Linked DNA regions of Rattus norvegicus: region 2 is linked to region 1. The links are chromatin contacts, called in public Hi-C maps. All regions are on one chromosome and are shown on one strand. Each heading gives the region's core, a stretch centred on a gene start, on an enhancer-like site or on the middle of the called end of the contact. The rest is flanking DNA. Distances are from core to core; before and after follow the strand shown.

Region 1 (7,449 bases), core at 2,333-4,832:
GGATGGTTTCAAAGCCAATTTTCTGAATCTTCCCAATGGAAGGGCCTTAACATTTCATCAAGCCACGCACCAGAAGCCAACATCACTCCAAACTCCCAGGCTCTCCTCACAGGCACAACAAAACAGCTTCCTACCTTACTTCTTGATGCAGAGTCTCTTACTGGTGGGCTAGGCTATGAACTCTGGAATGTGCACTTATGCCTGTGCACATTCGTGTAGTGCTCACAGATGCCAGGAGACGGCATCAGATTCTCTGGAACTAAGTTACAGATAGTTGTCAGTGTCATGTGGGAACTGAGAATTTAACCTGGGTCTTCTGGAAGGGCAAGAAGTGTTCTTAACCACCAAGCCATCTCCCCAGGCCCTTCCCGGCCCACTTTTGCCATCATGGCTACCTTTATGAACTGTTCTCATAAAGAATCCCTACTCCCAACACCCACACACAGCTCCTTTCCCTACATCATCTCCAAAAGGCCCTGGACCTATCACCCCTAACACTCTCACATCTGGGCAGCAGTTCTCAACCTGTAGGTTGCAACCCTTCTGGAGTCACATATCAGATGTTCACATTATGATTCATAACAGTAGCTAATTACACTTATGAAACAGGAACAAGATAATTTATGGGAGTCACCATAGCAGCAGGAGCTGTGTTGAAGGGCTGTGGCATTAGGAAGGAAGGTTAAGACGAATGTACTAGAGAACCAAAATCCAATGGTGCAACAGAGCCAACTGGAGGGCTAGGGAAAGAGCTAGGTCAGCCTGGTGCAAGCCTGGAACCTGAATTAGATCCCAGGAACCCAGGTAAAGGTGGAAGGTCAGCAGCAACTTCACAGAGCTATCCACACATGCACACTGATAAGCACCACTCCCTCTTATAATAATTTTTTAGAGCTTGAGGGACAAATATCAACTTGAAAACTTTTACCAACTGTAGCATGAGGAAATGGCTTAGTAACTAGTTTATCAAGCATCTAGCCCCAACAGCTGAACATATCACCCTGCTAAAAAGATCAGTGTCTAATAAAATGTAATGTAAGAAAGCAGCTTAAACATTCACCAGAGCTAACCTCTATAACACTTATTAGTTGCTTCACGTACTGTCTGCACAACAGGATGTAGTATTCTGTGGTCAGAGCCACAGCAATCACAGCAGCTAACGTTACTTCTTCAGATGATGGAACCCCAGGTATTAGAGACCAGCCTGAAAACTCCCAGGAAGACTAGTTGCAGATGCCGGGGAAAAGGTGGACAGTCATACGATCTTTCTCTGTCTTTTAACTTTCATCCTTATTAACTCACATACAATCACTCACTTTCCCAAACACCTTGATTTTTTTTTCTAATTATTAAACTTGCATCTGCGGAAAAAAATAAAAAACTGGGAAACATAAAGAAAATGAAAATTACAGCCCAGTAGTCCCACTTCAGTCGCAAATTCTGCTAGTGATTAATCCGAATACATGCATTAAGTTATCTCTTATCAAATTCTGGAATACAGAAAATAAATTCCTTGTAACTTTTATAGATTCATGTGAATCTACCATAAGTCAAAAGTATAATTCTCCCAAACCCAAAGAATTACAACTTTAAATCTTTTTTTAAATCAGACTTAAAATTTATTCAAGTACGTGGTTTTTGCTTACATGTATGTATTATATATAACATGTGCATGCCTGGTGCCCACATTGTTCAGAAGAGGAAATCAGATGGCCTTAAACTGGAATTATGGGCAATTGCAAACCACCATGTGGGTGCTGGGAAAACAGTAAGCACTAAGCGCTTATTATCTATACAATTTGCCTATGTATGTCCTCTGCATGTACACCTGCGACGTTTAAAGTGCTTGACTAGACTTTTCATTACACTCACATGGCATAGAGGAAAGGAAGATTTCAAATCTTGATTTTCTAAATTAGGATGTGTCCCTCTATAAATTAATACTCATATCTGTTTGTCCAGGTGACAGTGGAAATCACTGCGCCAACTGTTTTAATGCAATGTGAGAGGACACCAGTAAAAACTTCACAAGCATATTTCGTTTCTTAAAATGACTCAGAGTGCCTGGGGCTCTAGAGAAATACTCAGGTTTTAGCACACACTTCCACAGACTCTTGGCATGGGCAGATACCTATACACATGTCCCCTGCCTCCACTAATCAGGAATAAAACAAATACTTAAAAAATAAAAAAGTAAACAGCTTGCATGAGGCATGACCACTGAGTTTCATTTTTAAGCCCAGATATTAGTGGCCAGAAGTGAATACAGAACCAGCATTCACACTTAATAAATTATTTCATAGTCCAAAGTCGATGCACTAGCAATGACTTCATAACAACGCTTTACTTTGACAAAGAAGGAAATATCATGAACATATTTTTGGCTGGCTGCAATTACTGTTGATAAGAACGTAGAAATTCACTCCTGTGAAGACCCACAGGTGTACATTTCCTTCCAAGTTGGAGAATCAAGAGATTAAAGGGAAGGAACTCTTGGACTTTTTCCTCTTGTTCCCAAAGATAAATCCGGGGAAATTCTGGAAAGAATAATTAATTCTTTACAGAAAATGCCACAGGTGAACATACAAGTTTAAGCGTGAAAATTGTTCCCTGTGTAGATCCAGGTACCTGAGATCATATAACTGAATTAAAACAGTGGATTCCACCCACGTGGAGAAGAGACGAAGGGAGGAGGAAGAAAGCCACAGGTTAAAGTTAGAGTCAGGAAAAAAACAAAATCAAAACAAAAAAGCCCCACACACTTCAAAGAAGGAATTGGGCGGAAAACCACTAGGGAATTCAGGTTTGGGCCAGGGGGATTCACTTGCAGGAAAAAACAGAATATTTGAAGTAGAAATGAGATATTCCAGTGCTCCTCGGAGGACGGGATAAAAGAAACAGAAACTGAAAGACTTAGGAACTGAATGGGCGTCGGACACTGGCGAACAGGGCGGGAAAGTGAGACCAAGGGATGTGGAGAGGCAGGGACAGCAAAGACCCCGGGCTGAGGAAGAGAAGGGCCTAGTCCCAGGGATGGGGAAGAATAGAGACCGGGCAGGACCCGGGGAAGGAGGAAGAGCTGAGAACCGGGGTGCAAACCGGGACCTGGGAACTCAGGTGAGCTGAGGCCGAGGACGCAAAGCGATACCCGGGAATAGAGAATCAAGGCCAGGGCGAAAAGAGGGGCCCGGGGACAGGGAGGGCGAGCCGAAGCCCGGGCTCAGTGCTGAGACCCGGGACGTATAAAGAGCCGGGGGTGAGTAGCGGAACCCGGGAATGGGTAGGCAGAACCGAGTCTGAAGAGCAAGGCGGAACAGAGGAGAGGGGGAGAGGCAACAGTGGTCCGGGCCGCCCCTAGGCAGAGGGAACGCAGAGGCGAAGGTGAACCGCTAGTACCTGCAGAGATCATCCAGGACGCTGCCGGGAATTTCCAGGCGTTTGGTCTCCATAGTGAGGACCCGCAGCAGGCGCAGGGCATCCCGGCTCCGCGCAGCCGGCACCGTAGAGAAGCAAGGAGCTGAGGTCCCGCGGACAGTGGAACCCTCTGCTCGTACCCAGAGGCTGGGCCGAGGCGAGGGGGGGAGCCCTGGAGCCACGCCCCCTCTGCGTGAAAGGCCCAAAGTAAGGCTGGGCGACCCGCGCCTGCGCGCGATTCGCCAATGAGACGTTTGTTTATTGGGCCGTGGCCTCCAATCGGTCTTCAGGCTGCTCAGTTCCTGCTCTTAAGACCAACTCCCCGCCGCCTTTGATTGAGTGCAGGCGAGGGTGTCTTTTGCGCCTGCGTGTCCTGTGCGTTTCTTACTATACTAGTGCAAAGTTTTGAGCTCCTATATTCTAGGACTCCTCTCTTCCACATACACGCCACAGCATCTCAGGCTTTGTCACAGTGGCTCTAACTAATGGTAATAAGTAACTGAACAGGCACTCCGTTTTTTGGCGGCAAGCCCAGAGCACATATTAAACAGAAGGGGTTATCCACGATTGCTGTCACCAAGTATTGTGCACACATGCTCACCACCGTATTTCATTACCTCTACGTCAAATGCCAACCCTCTGAAGAAATATTAATCCGGTTTTTGTTGGCAGATAGGGTCTCACCACATAGTCCAGGCTGGCCTTATACTCACAGTTCTCCTGTGTAGCCTTCTGAGTGCTGGGATTATAGGCCTGCCCCCACTACCAATGTGCTTTGTTTGTTTGCTTGTTTGTTTGTTTGTCTTTGAGATCCTGAAACTTGCTCTGTAGACCAGGCTCGCCTCTAACAAAGAGATCTCCCTGCTTCTGGTCCCTCTGATTTTAAGCTCCTAAAAGCAAGCTCAGTGGGACTACTTTGTAGGACAGATTGGTGCTGAGATAGTGATGGGTGAGTATTGAGCAGAGACACGCCTTGACCAGGGATACTTAGTCGTGCATACCTCTTGTCTTCAAGTATTTAAATCTAAATCTCACATCTGAACTCCAAAGCTAGACTGAGGGGACGGTTTTGAAAGATTCCCCAGAGCTTCTCGGAATGCTCTCTGCAGGACAAAATGGCTGGAAGGCACAAGTAGGGGCTTAAATAAACATCACCGGGCAGAACAAAGAACAGTTACTCACACCAGGTGATAAGCAAAGTAGTTCTCTTGCATTTTTAACAATCTGTCTTCCTTAGTCAGGTCCAGTTGCTGAGTTTTGGGCTAATTTAAAACTCTATCTCTCAGTTTCACTGGACCCCTTTATTTATTCTCTTCCCAGTGTGCAAACAGTGAAAGCATCACCTTCCTTTGCTTCCCTTCTCCCTTGGAGGACAAGTGGCTTGCTATCTCAGTAGCACTGATGTAGGCCAAGGCTCCAACCCTAGCAAGGTCTGTAAAGTGAAGACAAGAACTTCACCCCTCTATTTGATACCAAAGGAGAGCTCAAAAAAGACAAACTTGCGGTCACTATTCCACTTCCTACATTCAAACACACCACTTATACATGCCTGTTTCACATTCATTGCTCATGTTGCCAAGAGGAGTCTAATTCATTCTGGAAACATGGAGAAACTGAATCCATCTGTTCTTCCTTGCCCTGCTCTGCATGGCTGTGGAAGGGACAGTGTGACAGGGTTCCTGCCCCTGAAGCAAAGCCAACAGGTATGGGCCTCCATGACTGTTGACAGTTGCTAGCCATAAGGCTTTTTGTATAACAATGTACATATTTTACTTTATGTTTCTTCTTTTGGGGGAATGCCCTCTCTGCCAAGGTTGATGACTCCATGATCCTGGGAAGTGAGAATGTATCTCTGATTTAGAGGACTGCAGGACAGCCCTTAAGGCTGTGGGAAGGAATTCTGAAAATATGAATTCAAGAATACATAAATCAATGCAAGAGCTGTCCTTTAAAGAATTTCTCAACTACACAAAATATAAGGATGCAATGTCAATTATATATGTGGGGGGCTTCATGGGCCTAAAAGAACAGGGGCAGCTGCACTAATGAGTCAGCTGGTCAGAAAGATATTAATGAAGGAGATAAAGAGATTTCAGGAGTAGTGATCTCAGGGCAAGGTCCCACCCAGCTAAACTCATTGTTTGTGCTTACAAAGGCAAGCGGATCTCTTGAGTTCATTTGCTATGCTAAAAAAAAAAAAAATGTACTTTTTGTCCTTTTCTAAGAACCAAGGGGCTAAGGTCATAAAATGCTAATTCATGGGATACCCAAAAGGGAATCTTGGGTAAATGACTAAATTGATATGAAAATAAAATATTAGACTTTGGTCTGCAAGAGCTACCTAGAGAGAGCTGCTTGGAAAGCTAATATTAGCTCTTTTATTCTTTTCTGTTGGGTTTTCTGACTTTGGTTAAAAAAGCCAAAACTTACCTAAAGAGCTAATATAGCTCTTTTAAAATTTTTCTAGCTTTCTGACTTTAGTCAGAAAACCTAAGCACTATCTGGTGACCTATCTAGAGAGCTATCTAAAGAGTTATCCCAAGCAGAGAGCTATCTTAAGCAGAGAGCTATCTAGAGGGCCATCTCAAGAAGACTACAGAGCTGTAAGCTTGCTCCCATCACTGACTTCGAGTCATTTCTTCAGTCACTCCCAAATACCCCTTTCTTAGGACCACCTCTCTAAGCTGAGTTTGGTACTTGGCACTTCCTCTTAAATCAGATCTTTCTCACCCTAGGTCCCACCATTACCCAACATATCTCCTCTGTCACAGATTCAGTTTGTTTTACCATTTAATTTCCTTTTTTTTTCTCTTAATTTTTGTTCAGTCCACACTCTAGCTTTGCATAATTTATCGGCACACCTGTAAGAGCTGCCTAATTAGTACTTCTACATCCGTTCTAGGCCTGAGAAACTTGCATACATTTGTTTTGTTTTATTCAATAGAACCAGGTTACTATTTTTTCAGCTTTAGATTATCCCCTCATCAGCCTCATCAGCTGCAGATGGGTGCTATCCCTTCTCTCTGGGCTCAAGATCTAAAAACTTGCAGTCATCTGCTTTGCTCTACAGTCTCCTGACTATATTTTTTGCCTTTCTTAGAGAATCTCTCAAATCAATCTTCTAGTATTTTCAGGGCCTTTGCCTTTCTGAAGTTCACATTTATTTTCTTGTGACTCTTCTGAGGCTGTATTTTCCCTTCATTGACTTCCTCATCCTCAGAAAAAAATAAGTAACATATTTTAAAGTTTTTCTTCTTCCTACTTTGTTATCCCACTCAGCCGCATTTGATGTTAAATTGGTCTCCAGCTACCATATGTCCTTGACCCCCGCCCCACAACACACACTTAAGAGGAACGCCGGAGCCTAGTGCTATGAAAGCTTGCAACACAGTGGAGTTTTTTTTTTTTTCCCTAATAGATTGTTCGGGATGGTACTTGACTTTTATTTTTTAGATACTTCCTATTGAGAATTTTACCAAACCCACCTCCCATTCTGTCTATTCCAATTACTTCTCTATATTTTGTATACAACTTCTCTTGCCCTCACCCTACATCCATGGACTCCTCCTGTATGTGCATGAAGTAGAGCATACGTGGTATTTCATGGGCAGTATCGCTGAAGGAAACATACTTTCCCTCCCCTCTGCAGCTGTACATTATCAATAGTTTCTTAGCTAGGGATTTTTTTTTAACTTTCTCCAAATTAATATAATTTCAGCTGACTTGATCTTGTGAATGAAGTTATAGCCACTGTAAATTCATGTGTGTAATATCCTTGTTATAACCAGCAAATAATATTTCACTGGAGACTTCTACTACTGTTGGTTCTTATAATCTTCCTGCCCCTTGTCCTTTGGTTTTAAGGCCTTACTTGTAAGTACTTTTGAATAGTTAAGGATCATAGAAACATAATAGATGGAAACCTATTTAACAGCAAAATGGAGCCTAGAGCAACAAGAAAGTAGAAAGGTTTTCAAAGCAACTTATTCATTCCTTCTGGCTGAACAAATTCTTTAAGGACAAAAATGCTTCCAG
Region 2 (7,449 bases), core at 2,933-5,432, 520 kb before region 1:
TTAGCAGACTTCTTGGTAGGTACAACCTCGCCAGTTAAAACATACCGGGAAGCATATAAAGGTGGTAAAATCTAAACAAAAGTCCCTAAATATATTGAAAAGGTGATGGCTGACTGTTCATAATAATATGTCCCACAGGATGCTTTGGAAACGTGTTTATCACATTCCCAGGAGAGCCTGGTAAAAGAGCCATTTTTAATAGCTGAAGCTCAACTGTGTAACACAGCTTTGCCATTAATTACTTGAAGCACATTCTTTGTAAATGAAAAGAATTTTTTCCCCAAAACTTGTGACTATACAACTCTGTCATAGCTCAAGTTCCTGACTGTCTGTCTAATTCATAAAGAACTGACCATATCTTTTCTGTCTTCTTTATAAAACCAAGAGTCCCAGGTAAAATGTTATAAACACAATAAGTCCCAAATGTACTCCGAAAGGTTTAATAATATATGCCTGAATTTAGTCAAGTTGGACTTATTAAAGCACAGACTTGGGTGGGAATCCTAGCTTTACTGTTTGTTAGTGGTGAGAACATAAGTAAACTATGAATAGCTCTAAACCCAAGTTAATAATACCTACTTTCAAGTTGATTAAGAAGTTAGATGTAAATTATAGCATCTGTCACAAAACAGACTTTAAATAAGTGAAAGCTATTACAATAAAAAATAATTTCATAGTTAATGAAAATATTTCATACAACACTTTCATTTGATAATGTAACTATTATAATGAAATCAGCAACGGAACCACAAATTGGTGAAAATAATATTTTCTGATTTCCCCAATTTTCATTATATTTAAATTTTGTCACTAATATCTTCCCCATAAGAATATTAAACTAGAGTCAGACTTGCTGACAACCCTGACAACCTGAGGTCAATCCTGGGAATCCACATGATAGATGGAGAGAACCAACTTCTGCAAGTTGCCAGTGGACAATCATACATGTGCCACAGCATGTGTGCACATGTTTGTGTCCTCACATGTATAAATCCATAAGTGTAAAATAAAGAAGATATAAAGAACATTAAACTGAGGGCTACACTGTAGTTTTTGCTGTAGGTCTTCTAAGTACAGCTCTTACTTTACTAACATTTAAATTTCTGCATGTTCCTTAGTGAATACCAGAATGAACTGTACGCTCTCAATGCTGTCACCTGCCCTGATAAGATAAATTGGTCTAAATTAGCGTGTGGTGACATCTAACTGTATTTGCAGCACTCCAGAGGTGAGAATCATAGACTTCAAGGCTAGCCTGGGCTACCTGAAACTTTGAATCAAGAGAAAAAAACCTGATCTAAAAATTGTCATTTCCACAGCAAACTGGAATCACTAGATTCTAAACATATTCTCTGTAGTAGGTTCTTTTCCCCTGTGTTGTTCCTCATTGTCTGAAATTTCGGTGCATAAAGGGGCAACTATTCATTTCCCTGTGCTGTTCACTTCATAAAATTTTAACCACACAGGATAGAAATAATGTTGGAATGAAATAAGCATGACAAAAGAAGTTTGAGGTTGGTGGTCTTTTTAATTAACTATATAATCAAAAGTATATCATTTTAATTCTATAACACTGTATCCTGGTTAATATCTCTTAACATGTCCGTGATACCAAGATGCTTTAATTTCTCCAAAGATATCTTGTGAAGCTTTGTTATGTTTTACCTTTGCCTAATTTTTTTTTTCTGAAAATACTCATAATTCATGAACTTTCACCAGACACTATGGTAGAGGCTATGATTACAAAACTGAATAAATAGTGGTCTTTCCTGAAGCCCAAAACCAAACTGATAAATCAAACTAAAACTTCTCTAACAGACTACATCTGTGTCTATAAATAAGCAGGTTCAAGTTTACATTTCCACTGAAAAGTATCTGTCATTTACAGACCAAGAACCTAACATGAAAAATGAAACTATATTCACCTTTTAAAAATATTTATACTTCTGAACATGTATAAATTCGGGGATCCACAGGAAGGTCATTGAACAACTACTAGTAGTCCATTCTCTCCTTTCCCCTACTTAAGGCTCGGTCTCTCTTATTTCTACCTCTGTGTAAACTTCTGGCCCATTCTGCAGTCTCCTGCTCCCATTTCACCATAGGAGTACGTAGTTACCATTGTTTTAACCACGGTGAGCTTTACTTGTCTCTCTTTGCTCAGGGCAGGTTCTGTGGATGGAACTCAGGTTGTTTGGCTTATACAACAGATGCTTTACAAGATGAGCTGCATCCCAGGAGCTAACTTATGTATGTTCTGCACCTGGGAGGTAAGGTGGATTGGAAGAAGAAAAGCTGATCTTGGTATAGACCTAAACGAGTTTATCTATACATACTATTTATAAGAATGTAAAGTTAAAACAGAAACAATGATTTAAATGTAGTCAGACACATGCATACTTTTCTGTAGTAAATATTTTTGAACAAAGTAAGAAAAGTTGTACACTTACCCTTTACTTTTAGAAACTAAACCAAGAGATTGACTTAGTCGGTGAATAAAAGCTCTTTCCGTACTGGTCAGAGAAGAAGGAAATTCCATTTCTACATAGGAAAAAAGGTTCCACTTATAGACAATTACAGGTATAAAAATGAAAAATACATATAAGTATAAATCAAATTACACATTTTATATGAAAAATGTATTTACTCAGTAACTCACACCTAATAGGATTCTGATACTAACTATTAATATTTATTTACTTAATTGTGAGAGAGAGAGAGAGTGTGTGTGTGTGTGTGTGTGTGTGAGAGAGAGAGAGAGAGAGAGAGAGAGAGAGAGAACCATATATGTGCACTGACCACAGGTCAGAAGAAGCATCAGATCCCCTGAAGCTGACTTGATGGTTTTGAGCCATCATCGGGTGCTGAGAATCAAACCTGGGACTTCTGCAAGAGGAACTACTGAGCCATCTCTTCAGCCCAGAATTCTGATATTATGAAGTTACACATACAACCTAAATATGATAAAGGACTTGAAAGTTCATCAAAGATTACTACCTGTGTTGAGATCGATATAACTATGGACATATTTTATCAATTTAAATTATTCTTGCCTTGCTTAACAAAATTCTATTTCCTTCAATAATGAGGTATGTTCATTCAAGCATTAAGAATTCTCAAACTGAAACTCCCATGTTTCTGTTCTCAAAACTGTAGAGGGCTCTTCCTCAATATTTCAGACTGGATTTGTTGTGACATTTTGCCAAGGCTTTGCTGCTGTTAAAAATATATGTTCAAAACCTTTTCAGACAATAAGCCTCAGCAGCAAGGGTCTACTAGCTATCCCAGCAAATTAAAATGAGCATTCAACAGTAAACTCAGTTGTATATTATGAGGCCTGTACTAAATAGGTATCTGACCTGATAAAGTACAAAACACACAAGTTTGTGTTTGATTTGATGCATCTAGAATTTCAATAAAGTCTATAAATACAATAAATTCAAAGCCTCCTCTGAAGTTTTTTAAGCTTAAAATAAGGCTACACCTCAATAATGAGGAAGACAGTGGGGGCTTAATAACTCCTTAAAAAAAATAACGTTGACTTAGCAGCCTTGGGTTGCAGAAAAGTACCTGAGGACATTTTCCCACCTGGGAGTAACCTAGCCTTTCCACCTTCTGATGCCTTAACTTCTGATTCTCTATCCTCCCTAAACTCACCGACCCACTGGGCTTCCCACTCGGTGACCAACAGTCACTAGACGGCGCTGGTTTCGCCTCTGCGGCCCGGCTCTGGGTTCCTCTGCCCATCAGGGGCGGGCCTGGGGGCGGGTGTCAGCCCGCAAGGTCCCCCGTCAGAATCCTCACCTCTCTGGTCACCGTATCGGAAGCGCTCCAGAGCAATGTTGACAGCGATCTTCACCTCCTCGTCGATACGAATGTCTTTGAGGCCTTTGGCCCGGCCACCGCTTCCAGGACCACACGAAGCCGGGCCGCCGCCACCGCCTCCGGTGCCGCCTCCGCTAGGAGCTGGCGGACGCGGCGAGACGCTGCTCGGCCTGGACATGGCCCTGAGGAGAAGCTCGCTCCGCGTGGGAGCGGCCAGGCCTGCTGCCAGCGAGCAGTGACAGAGACAGAGAGCCCGTGGGAGCGCGGCGGACCTACCGCTAGAAAGTCAACGCCGGGAGAGACTAGCGGGAAAGCGTCACTCACAGTAGCGGTGAAAGCGAAAGCGCTGGCACCACTACAGCCCAGAGAAGCCTTGGGTGCGCGGGTGATGACGTCAAGAGTGAGCGCCGCGCACGGCCCCAGAACGCGGGACCTCTGACTATGCTGGAGCAGCCCCGGGGGATGCGGTCCCTGGAGGCTGTAATGCGGTCCTCACGACCCTGAGGCTTTGGTTGTCAAAAAATATCATTAAATTGGAGGACATATTATTCGGTTATCCACTGGATCATTTAATGCTTCATTCCTTTCTTCAGAGCGGGCTTCTGCCCAGCGCTTGATTCACAAACTCGAACACTCTGGAAACAAGGGTTTTACCGCAATTCTGAGGTTCGTGGTCCAGTGGGTCAAATAAGTACAGTGAGTAGACCACTTGGTTTGATTTTAAGTAACGACTAACTTCTTAATGTATGTCTTTCATTCTGAAACACATTGAAAACTTGGTTACCTGAAATAAAGATCTAACTGTGTTTTACCTCGAAACCCTAAAAAGTGGTAACAGTCCTTAAACGTTAAAAGAAAAATGCTTATATGATAGTTATTAAAGTGTTCACTGTTTTAGGTAACAGCCCATCGTGAGTGTGGAACGCATAGCAATGAGAATAGTTATGTTTTGTGGCAAGATTAAGTTTAAGGAGGAACTTATCAAGAGTTGCGGGAGGAGGGGGGGGGGTTGGGGACAGAAGGTGGCAAATGCCTTTAATCCCAGAACTTGGGAGGCAGAGGTAGGTGAATCTCTTAAGTTTGATGCCAGCCCTGTCTACAGAGTGAGTTCTAGAATAGCCAAGGCTATAAGAGAAACCCTGTCTCAAAAAACAAACAAAAAAGGAGTTGGGAAGATTATGAGAATTGCCATTGGTTCAAATAGAGTCCTATGAACATAAATCTAATTCCAATGACCTGAATTGCTTCCACTGTAGTGCCACTATTGTCACTCTCCGAAGAGCAACAGACATGATTGTTTCCTTTTTTCAAAATGAGAACCAGAGTGTACTAAGATGCCCTCATATGCAGCCTTCCAGTTTCTCTCCTCTGCAACTAGAACAAACCATAAATTTCTCAATATCAAGAGCACTCAAGATCTTCTAGGATACCTACACTCACGGTGATGCTAACACTTACCCTCACACTGCTCAGATACACTTAATTTTGTTGTTTGGTTTTTGTCTTGCATGGTTTTTGTCTTGGAGAAGGCAGTCTTCCTCTGAGAATTCCTCTGTACCATAGTTTAAAACATAATTGTGGCCCTTACACAGGCATGCTTTCAAATCTTGTGTTATCATTTGCAACATTTGAAAGTATCTTATTTTCTCTTGCAAAAGTTATAAACTACTAAGAAAATGAATGTTATCTTGAATTGTCCTCATTCCTTCACACGAGTAATTTTCTCTCATGTAGCCTGGTCTACAGAGCAAGTCCCAGGACAGCCATGGCTATACAGAGTAAACTGTCTCCAAAAAAAAGAAAAAAGAAAAAAAAAGAAAGAAGGGAAAAAGAAAAGAAAAGGAGGGGCAGGGAAAAGGAAGGAAGGAAAAATAGAAAAGAATTGGTATTTCAACTCTCAGAACTTTTTAGTTGTTGTCTTTGGGCTACCTATTTCTTTGATTAGTTTTGATAAGTAGGGATGAAACTAAACTAACTCTGTCCCTATCTAAAACAAGTAACTAGCTCTGAGGTAGACTAAGAGAATTCCCAGAAGATATATTACAAACTTTGTTTTGAAGAACCAGAAAATATACCACAGAGAACAATTTTCTCCAGCACCAACAAAGAAAAGGCCATGGTAACGATACACATCTACACAGAAGCTGAGCAGAGGAGCCCTTCAGAGTCATTCACAGTTTGGATTCTGTCAAATGAGTCTGTGTATTCACAGGTTGGATTTTTTTGATAGATGGGATCTTACCCAAAGGGCACCTTTCTTCTATCCCAGTGTAACTGGTTTCACTCTAGAGGTATATGTAGTCTCAATTATAGCGGTTTTCTCTGCACCTGCCTTATTTGCAGCTTCACACTGCCTTGCACTCCTTTCCTTAGCAAACCACATTTCTCAGATCTTACTGTTCAGACTCAGTGTCTCAAACAGGCTGTAGATTTATATCAGAGGGGTACGTAATAACCACGCCACAGCTTGAATGATACCGTATCTTTGAATTTCCTCCAACAATTTAGTCCACTTCTTTTGTTGTTGTTGTTGTTGTTGTTGTTGTTGTTGAGTTTCACTCAGTTTCTTAGGACTTGAGCAATATGAACCCAGATTCTTTGCCAGAATATAATCCAAATGGTCTTTAGCCCAGTTCTTGACTCAATCTTTGCTCTCCACTAACCTGAAACTACACATTAGTAGGTCAGCCACAAGGTGGTAGTATAAAGCTATCTTTTGCCTGAAATCCCATTTTATATCACTAATTTCTACATAGAGCTTCCGTGAACTATTTTAGCAGTAACTGTTAAAAAAAAATAAGATAGCCACAGTGGGGTAAAGCGACACATAATTAAAACCATAAAACTAAACTCTTCAGAAAATGCTGTCGACTGGTTTTTGTCCTTCCTCCTTTTCTTACCCGCAACTATGTCATTAGATACCTTAATTATCATTCAAAACATCAAAAACTAGCATATTTCACACATGTTTTTAAAATTTATTATATCCCACAAATACTTAAAAAGACTAAAAGACATGTATTCTTATATTTTAAACTTTTGAAATTCTTCTTTAGAGGATATGTTATAACATATGGAGAATACCCTTAAACTATATTATGAACACTAAAATCCCAGTCCCCAATGTGAATGAGTACAGCATGTTAGGAAATGTGCAGCATAGCAGACAGAGCACCTGTTATCTTCAGGGGAAGACTGAAGAAAGAAGGAAAACTCCCTTCCCCTAGCAGTTCTTGCAGTTCCCCCTTTTCATTGTTTATCTTTTTCATTCGATGTGGTATTAAGAGACATAAGAGGGGGTTGTGGATTTAGCTCAGTGGTAGAGCGCTTGCCTAGGAAGCGCAAGGCCCTGGGTTCGGTCCCCAGCTCCGAAAAAAAAGAACCAAAAAAAAAAAAAAAAAAAAGAGAGAGAGAGAGAGAGACATAAGAGGAGAGAAGAGAGTGGGAAAATCGCACAGGAAGAATTCGCTATGCAGAACAGTTCTGTGTAAGAGAAGTCACCATGTCACAACACAAAATGAAAAACTCCTGCTTGGGCTTTGCATGCAGTGTTACAATGGAGCTTTTTCACTGGGGTTTACGGTTTTCTTGTTTGAAATGAGTTTGATCCCTCACTGAATATGG

The links. A called contact is a pair of places that touch in the nucleus more often than the background predicts.
Region 2: a Hi-C map of the A7r5 cell line shows a contact between it and region 1, with 6 times the contacts expected there. The contact joins the promoter of Ythdc2 here to the promoter of Dcp2 in region 1. A contact is called at or near these places in 4 of 12 Hi-C or Micro-C datasets (the A7r5 cell line, Schwann cells, kidney and 1 more) and 1 of 1 datasets of contacts at active chromatin or transcription factors (oligodendrocytes).

What each region holds. Positions count from the first base shown.
Region 1 is chr18:36,997,748-37,005,196 of GRCr8, reverse strand. Dcp2 (decapping mRNA 2) reads right to left here and starts at 3,582. Exons shown (of 11, transcript NM_001170469.1): 1 at 3,397-3,582. The coding sequence starts at 3,449. It also overlaps the pseudogene LOC120098347.
Region 2 is chr18:37,514,019-37,521,467 of GRCr8, reverse strand. It overlaps Ythdc2 (YTH N6-methyladenosine RNA binding protein C2), which reads right to left and starts at 4,182. Exons shown (of 30, transcript NM_001427202.1): 1 at 3,805-4,182; 2 at 2,451-2,541. The coding sequence starts at 4,003. It also overlaps a transcript of Mcc not described here.